Linked DNA regions of Sus scrofa: all the other regions are linked to region 2. A link is a contact called in public Hi-C and promoter capture Hi-C data. All regions are on one chromosome and are shown on one strand. Each heading gives the region's core, a stretch centred on a gene start, on an enhancer-like site or on the middle of the called end of the contact. The rest is flanking DNA. Distances are from core to core; before and after follow the strand shown. Region 1 holds the start of AK5 (adenylate kinase isoenzyme 5). Region 2 holds the start of ZZZ3 (ZZ-type zinc finger-containing protein 3). Region 3 holds the start of PIGK (phosphatidylinositol glycan anchor biosynthesis, class K).

Region 1 (2,700 bases), core at 138-2,637, 410 kb before region 2:
GTAAGTTTTCATGCCATGGATCCTGGTGCTTATCAAGCATTATTGCACAGGGAAGAGACAATGCTTCACTACTGCCATAACCTGCCCTCAAATAAGATAAAAACTGTCAGAAGCTGGAACGGTAAGGGATGTGGCATATTCTGAGGGCAGAAATCAATTTCTATGGCATACTTGCCTCATTTAAGGCTACCATATGACACATAGTTTCACAAGTGTTCAGAAAACTTCATTTACTATATAAAATTCAGTTAATTCTTGAGCGCTCTCCCTTGGGGAAAACAAAACTGCAGCTATAGTGAAGGCACGAGTAGCAATTTTTCATGTGACAAGAAAGAGAACCAAGAAAAGATCTGCAAAGATGAACTTGAAATGGACATCCCAGTCATTGGTTTCTGGAAGCAGGTGCAGTGTTGCCTCTCTCCCTGGTCCGGCCCCACATGGCAATGCCTATCAGAGCCTCCTCTCCTCTCACAAGCCCTCGCACAATGTCAGGCACTGCACACAGTTAGAGGTCATGTTCTCAGGGCAGCATGCACCATCTTTCAAGCAGACAATGAGAAGATAGCCTAATGGAGGGAAATGAGTCATATTGGGAGCTAGGAGGACGATGGTATCCCTTGATAATGGTCTGTAGCAGGAAGATACTTGAACCTTCTTGCTGCTTTAGCACATCACCCATACCCACCCATACTCAGCCCAGGGTGCTCCAACGAACTCTCCACGGCCCACCAACTGCACACTCCTCTGATCGGATTAATCCGCTCCACTTTCTGCGCATGTTTCCAATTTAAGCAATCTCCAGCGCTCCACCAACACCCACTTCTCCACCTTCCTATTCCTCTCTGAGAAAATTAACTAGTCAATTACTTACTAATCCTTCTGTTAATAAAAACTTCGGCCTCACTGTAAGGCCTTATAGTGAAATCTGTAAGGATCTGTAACGCTAACAGGGGAAAAAAATTCGAAACCAGCTAGCAAAACTTTCCTAAAGGATAGAAATACGCAGGATTTAAAATGATCTTAGGGGCATGGAATCCACACCATCAAACCCATCCCAGCTCCCTAAATATGAAGAATCAGTAACCTTTGGAATAATTGATAAATTCTGTGAAAATAAGGTTTCCTTCTGGGAGCTCTTTGGGCTTGGAGGAGGAGTAACGGGGGGGGGGGGGTGTGCGCGCGCGCGCCTGAGTCCAGGTTTATACAGACCCCGACTCAGGTCTTTTCGCCCGCTGCTCTCAGGTTGCTGCCCCTGGAGCGCACCGCTCGCAGAGCCCGGGAGGCAGTGTGACACGGAGGGGTGTGACTGAGTGCATCTCGCGCGCCCGCGTCCCCACCCCCGCACTCCGCGCCGCCCGCGCAGCGTGACTGGCCGCCGCCGCCGCCGCCGCCGCAGACCCGGCTCCGGAGGCACAGAGCGCGGCGCGCAGAGCGGGAGAGGCAGGCAGACTGCTGCCTGGCGCCCGCCGCGCTGTCCTCCCTCCTCCTCCGCTCCCTCCGCCCCTCCCCGGCGGCCGCGCAGCCTGGAGCCCGGGCAGACTCCGCTCGGAGCCCGCAGCTCGGGCGCGGGGACTAGTGGCTAGGCGGGGGCGGCGGGAGCGCTGAGACGACAGCCACGGGGAGAGACGGAGGGGGGCCCAGTCTGGGCGGGCAGAGTCGAGCGTGTGAGTGTTTGCGCGTGAAAGCGAGGGCTGCACTGTGCTCGGCGCGGACCCAGCCAGCCCCAGCCCAGGTCGCCGCAGCCCAGAAGCCTCCCGCCCGCGCCCCAAGGCACGCGCGGCACAGCCATGAACACCAACGATGCCAAGGAGTATCTGGCCCGCAGGGAAATCCCTCAGCTTTTCGAGGTAGGGTGCTAGGTCTGGCAGAGAGGGACCGGAGGAGCGGGAGGGCATCTCCGGGATTCGGGGTGAGGCAGCCGCGCCCCGTCCCGCCTAGCAGATACGGGGCACGGAAGTGAAGGGGCTTCCAAAAGCTCGTTCGCCCGCTTACCCGGGGACAGCCGCCTTTCCAGCGGGTTCCAGGGCCCCTGTGGTCTGGCTGGGCTCAGAAGCCCCCACCTCTCCAATCAAGTTACAGTCTTCGAACCCGGTTCAGAAGGTAGGCTGCCTCCAGCGCACCTCTCATATGTGGACATCCAGGGTGGGCTGCAGGCAGCGGCCGGCCGCGGTCTCCGGGAACGAGGTCCAGGCCCGGGGCGGGGGCATGCTGTCCCCAGCGGTGAGTAAGGACTCAGAACCGAGGGGTCGAGAGCCTTAGTCCTTTCCTTGCGCCGAGGGTCCGGACTCCCGCGTGGAAGGGGAAGTGGGGACGAAAGGAGCCCTACCCGGGAACAGCTTGGAGGAGACGAATGAAGATGCAAAAAGCAAATCCAAACCTATCAAGTGCAGCGCTACCTTCCGGGTGGCAGGCACCCAGTGCTGTTCTGCGCTTTCGGTGAATGAACTCCTGAGCACGTTTTCCCGTCGCCTTGGAAGGGATGGGTCTCCTTCCTCTCCTCTCCAGCCCATAGCTTTCGCCTGCCCTCTTCAGCCCACCTAGAGAAAGCAAGAGGGAGCGACGAGGCGGGCGTGACTCCTGTTGCTCTGTCCGCTGACCCGCATCACAGCATCATCTGCACCAGGGACCCGAGGGATGGGGAACATTTTGGGGATGAGGGAAGGAAGACTTGTGGGATGAAGTAGAACCTTGGTTAGTTCT
Region 2 (2,700 bases), core at 34-2,533:
CGTCAGAGAAGAGCCAGTGGAGAAAGGTACTGCGGCAGAAACAAGCGACAGAATGTTAACAGGTCTGGAATTCTTTAGAAAATGGCAACAAGGGGAAAAACTGACAAGATCGTCTGAAAGTAAGAGGAACGGTATCCAATGGAATCGTCACGTCTGTGCGAGCACTGCTCCAAACTTCCAGTGAGACGGGGGAGGAACGATCACTGAGCGGGGGAGAAGGAGCCCCGGCTGAGGGATGCATTCGCTTCTGCAGGTGGCGGAGCGCCCGCAGGGGGGTGGGGAGAATAGTGTCGCCTCAAATGGGTCAATACATTCCCTTCAGGACTAGAGGAAGCTGACACAGCATGTCTCCCGGCACCAAGAGGCACGTGCCCCGGCCCCTCCCTATCAACTTGCCTTGTAGAAAGAGTTGCGAGTCTCAAGCCCCCCGGAACCCAGGGCTCCGCCATCCAGGACAACTGCTCTGCCAACAAGGTCCCGCGAGAATCGGGAGATCTCGCGATACAAGCCCACAAGCATCTCGCGAGTTTGCGGCAGAACCAACATGGCGGTACAGAGAAACTAGTATTTCGGCATATAAAAAGTATTTCGTTAACGAAGAGAAGAATGAGTGTGACACAGAAAAAACAGAAAGTCTTTTCTGTCTTATATTTCTCTTCATAACCCCCTAGTAGAGATGAAAAGCGGCAAACAACCCTAAAACCTCAGACGACCACGATTACACTACAACAAACACAGCAGCCCTCTGCCTCAGCCAACCTCCCCAATATGTCACGTGGAGGCAGAGTCTCTGCGTGCCGGTCACGTGGACCGCTACTAAGCGAGCGCGCGCCCGTCGTCCGCCCCAGAGACTTCCCCGCCCCCCTTTTGCCCGCGCACACGTGCGCGCGCACCCCCGCCCCACGTGGGGGCTTCGCCGTCGCCGCCGCAGCCGCCGCCGCCGCTACCTCCAGCCCACCCCCTCCCTGCACTCGGTTCCAAATCCGGGTCCCAGAATCGGTTGTCCGGTGGTTCCCTCCTGCTCCGTTCTCCCTCCCCCATCTCTAGCCGCCACCACGTGCCCCGAGCGCCTGCTCACCTTTCGCGTGGGGCCAGGCACCTCGGGCCACTCGGGGAGGCGCCGCCGTCGTGGCTGCTCTCCGCCCCCGCCACGGCACTGGCTTGGGTGGCCGCCGCCGCAGGAAGCTCGACAGCGGCGCCGGGGCGCTTCCAGGTGGGTCCCCGCCTCCCGCTCCTGCTACTTCCCGCAGCACCAGCGGCTCCTTCCGGTCCCCTCCTTTCTCCTCCTCGCTGGGACAGGCGGGCGGTGGCGGCTGCTGGCGCGCTCACTACACCGCCTGCTGGTAACCGCAGCCGGTGCAGCGCCAGCGGGCCGGGTGGGCCGGGGGTGGCCGAGTTTCGCCCCCGCGGTTCGCCCGCGCCCCTCGGCAAAGGTTGGTCTAATGAGGGCAGGACACATTCCATCCCTTGCCTGTAGTCAGGGTACTACCGTTGGAGGAAAGTCTTCCCGGTAGCCCGGCCGTTGGTCCTCTTCATCCTGCCCTTTGTGGCCTCTTGAGAGATTTGTACACTCTCCCTCCCTTAGCAGTGTGGTCTCAGGTAGGAAAATATCTGTATGTACATTGAATATGCTCCTGCCTTCCTCCAGCCGCATAGAACCCTCGCACGCCTCTCTGGTTTTCTAGCTGTTCCTACAACACGCAGGCTCGATCCACTTCAGGACTTTGCGTTTGCTATAGCCTGCGCTAGAACACTTCCTCCAGATTTTTTTTTTTTTTTTTTTCTTTTTAGGGCCGCACCCGGGGCATATGGAGGTTCCCAGGCTAGGGGCCAAATCGGAGCTGCAACTGCCAGCCTACACCTCAGCTCACGGCAACTGCTGGATCCTTAACCCACTGACTGAGGCCAGGAATCAAACTCAAGACCTCATGGATCCTTGTCGGGTTGCTTATGCTGAGCCACGTGGTAGATGTTCCACAAGTATTTCAGTTCCCTTCTCAAAGGTGGACATCTGAAACTTCACAGACCAGCTCTATCCAAAAGAGCACACTTGCACCATCGCTCTTACTGTCTTTACTTGCTTATATGACAGTTATCACTTACAGACATTTGTCCACCCTTTACCACCAAGAATGTGAGATCCTTAAAGGTAAGGAAGGACTTTTGCTCTTGCTGTATCCACAGACCTGTGTCTGGCACAAAGTTTGTTTTTTGTTTTTTTGTTTTTTTTGTCTTTGCCTTTTCTAGGGCCACTCCCGTGGCATATGGAGATTCCCGGGCTAGGGGTCCAATCGTGAGCTGTAGCCACCGGCCTACGCCACAGCCACAGCAATGCAGGATCCCAGCCTCGTCTCCGACCTACACCACAGCTCAGGGCAACGCCGGATCTTTCACCCACTGAGCAAGGCCAGGGACCGAACCCGCAACCTCGTGGTTCCTAATCAGATTCGTTAACCACTGAGCCACAACGGGAACTCCTGGCACAAAGTGTTTAATACTCTTATTAAATCATATCAAGGAACTATAGTGAGCATGCAAGAAAATAAAGGCCCACACTGATAGAGATAAGTCCTTTTTTTTCTTTTCTTTTTGCTTTTTAGGGCTTCACCTTCAGTATATGGAAATTGTCAGGCTAGGGGCCACAGTCACAGCAATGCAGATCCAGAAGTGCATCTGCAACCTACACCATTCCTTAACCCA
Region 3 (2,700 bases), core at 115-2,614, 450 kb before region 2:
GCTCAGTGTGTTAAGGATCCAGCATTGCCCTAAGCAGCGGCATAGGTTGCAGATGCGGCTCAGATAGATACAGTATTGTGGGGCTGTGACGCAGGCCAGCAAGTGCAGCTCTGATTCAACCCCTGGCCTGGGAATTTCCATGTGCTGCAGGTTCAGCTGTTAAAAGAAAAATAAATCAATAAACAAACAAACAAAGAAGCAGTAATTCATGAACAGAAACAGAGAATGCATGCTGTCTATCGTTTCTAACTGGTAGGGGTATGTAGTCAAAAACTTTTGAGTCCATTGGTCTAAGATCAAGGTTTGAGGTGGAGGAGAATGGACTCCTATATGAAGACTGGGAAAGTAGGCAGAGACCAGGTCAAGATTTTTAGACTTCATTCTGTAAGCCATGGAAAAATATGCAAAGATTCAATTAGAGGAATAACCTGATCGAGTTTACATTTGATGAAGACTAAAGTGAGGGAGTCTGGAAGCATGGAGGAAACAAGATAAAGTTATTTTAATAGATGAGGCGAGAAATGACCATTCAGTGAGAATGCATTCAGTAAGTGATAGGTACAAGAAAGGAGGAAAGTAATTTTAAAAGTTCAGAACAAAAAAATTAGTGATTAAAAAGTGAGGTAGAAAGGAGTTTATTTTTAAACTCCCCAGGTTTCTAGCTTAGGAGGAACGGCACAGGAGATGGGGTAGGCAGAAGTTAAAACATGGCCACAAATCTTCAAATGTTGGCTGACTCCAGGGCCCTTGGCCAGCTGGATATTCTGGCCTGAATAATGATGCTAGAAACAGGCTGCAGAACTGGACCGAGGTATTATCAGACTACAGGAGATCGTAAAAAGGTTTATAATGGACGGGAAGGTAGTATGAGCCAAAAGTAAAACACAGGATCCATCTGACTCAGATTAAACGAGGGAGCTGTATTTAGTAGCAAGAAATTAGGTGAAGCACTCAGTCTGACCTTCCACCTGCTAGGGACCGCACACTCGTCTGAGCCAAGGATCAGGCCCTCCCTGGCCTCCCAATACTCGATTCTTTTAATGCATCTTTTTAAAAGGCTCCAACAGACAGGCACTGTCCAATCCCGCCCCCTGTGACACCCTCCCCACAGCCCACGCAGCCTAGTAAGAGGCTGGTGACTCCAGGAGGCTTCCCTCGGCGGCTGTGAATCGGACATCTGCCGGGCGCTCACGGCCACGACACAGCTGTCCCCCCGGGGCCCTGTCGCTCAGAGCGCCTGGCTCCTACCTCGATCTGACTAGCGGCCAAGCTGCCGAAGGGCAGGAGCAACAACCCTGCCAGGGTGGTAAAACCCCGGCAGAGAAACCAAGTACCGACCATATTGACCGGCTTCAGCCTCCCGCACCTGGAGGGGCGGAGCGAGTGCCGTAAAGCAGCGCTGGGCGGGGCGGGGCTTTGCGTGCGCGTTTCTTTGGTTTGTTTCCTTTTTTTTTTTGTTTTGCGACTCCTGCCGCGCCTCCTTGGCAGCCTTTAGGTGTCCGAACTTTCACAGACCTGGAGTCCCCAGCTAGCCGGGGCACGGTAGATAAAGGACATTGATCCTTTCTCTTTAGCTGCATTTTCAGTTTTTGTATTGTAAAATAGATACAACGTTGTAAAACTTTATTGAAAGGTGAGGGAGAAAAACGTGTGATCTCATAAACTTTCAGAAGCTGTTATTTCATTTTTGGCACAGTGCTGCGCATTCTGACTCTGTGAGGCATGATGTGGTGGGAAGAGTAAACTCTGAGACACGTTTAAAGGTGATCGGTTCCAGGTGAAAAGGTGGGTGAATGCTGCAACTAACAGGCTAGGGTCTATTATTAAAAACTTATTTAGAAATTAGTTACGTTTTTGTTTCTTCGTAATTATAGTGCTAAAACATCTCAGAACATGAGGATTTAATAAGATTTTGTGTATTCCATTATGTTCATTATATGCATTCAGTTTTATTTTATTTTTTAATTAAAGCATAGTCAATACATAACGTGCGGACTTTTTTCTCATATTATCCTCCATCATGTTCTATCCCAAGAGATTGGGTATAGTTCCCTGTGCTGTACAGTAGCTCTCATTGCTTATCTATTCTAAATGTAATAGTTTGCATCTACAAACCCCAGACTCCCAATCCATCTCACTCCCTCCTCCTCCCCCTTGGCAACCGAAAGTCTGTTCTCTATGTCTGTGAGTGTGTTTCTGTTTTGTAGATAGATAGGTTCATCTATGTCATGTTTTAGAGTCCACATATAAGTGATATCATGTGTTATTTGTCTTTCTCTTTCTGACTTCACTTAGTATGAGAATCTCTAGTTCCATCCATGTTGCTGCAGATGGCATTATTTCATTCCTTTTTATGTATATGCATTCAGTTTTAAATTATTCTTTGCATTTAGCATGACATAAACATGTGTTTATGCTGCTTTGTCATGTATGCAATTTTAACTTTTTTTTTTTTTTTTTTTTTTTTTTTTTTTTTTTTTGCTTTTAGGGCTACACCTGGCATTGGAAGTTCCCAGGCAAGGTGTCAAATCAGAGCTACAGCTACTGACCTACACCTCAGCCACAGCAATGCCAGATCCAAGCCGCATCTGCAACTCATGGCAATGCCAGATCTTTAACCCATTGAGCGAGGCCAGGGATTGAACCTGCATCCTCATGAACACTAGTTGGATTAGTTTCTGCTGAGCCATGATGGGAACT

Evidence for each region. Promoter capture Hi-C pulls out the DNA fragments that hold promoters and counts their contacts. A called contact is a pair of places that touch in the nucleus more often than the background predicts.
Region 1: a Hi-C map of embryonic fibroblasts shows a contact between it and region 2, with 1.6 times the contacts expected there. The contact joins the promoter of AK5 here to the promoter of ZZZ3 in region 2. A contact is called at or near these places in 1 of 5 promoter capture datasets (fetal liver) and 1 of 47 Hi-C or Micro-C datasets (embryonic fibroblasts).
Region 3: a promoter capture Hi-C map of fetal liver shows a contact between it and region 2, with 4 times the contacts expected there. The contact joins the promoter of PIGK here to the promoter of ZZZ3 in region 2. A contact is called at or near these places in 3 of 5 promoter capture datasets (fetal liver, liver and skeletal muscle), 5 of 47 Hi-C or Micro-C datasets (brain, embryonic fibroblasts, heart right ventricle and 2 more) and 1 of 2 datasets of contacts at active chromatin or transcription factors (skeletal muscle).

Annotation. Positions count from the first base shown.
Region 1 is chr6:136,019,272-136,021,971 of Sscrofa11.1, reverse strand. It overlaps AK5 (adenylate kinase isoenzyme 5), which reads left to right and starts at 1,387. Exons shown (of 14, transcript XM_003127921.6): 1 at 1,387-1,847. The coding sequence starts at 1,788.
Region 2 is chr6:135,604,728-135,607,427 of Sscrofa11.1, reverse strand. ZZZ3 (ZZ-type zinc finger-containing protein 3) reads right to left here and starts at 1,283. Exons shown (of 14, transcript XM_005653415.3): 1 at 1,079-1,283.
Region 3 is chr6:136,056,660-136,059,359 of Sscrofa11.1, reverse strand. It overlaps PIGK (phosphatidylinositol glycan anchor biosynthesis, class K), which reads right to left and starts at 1,364. Exons shown (of 11, transcript NM_001032358.1): 1 at 1,249-1,364. The coding sequence starts at 1,341.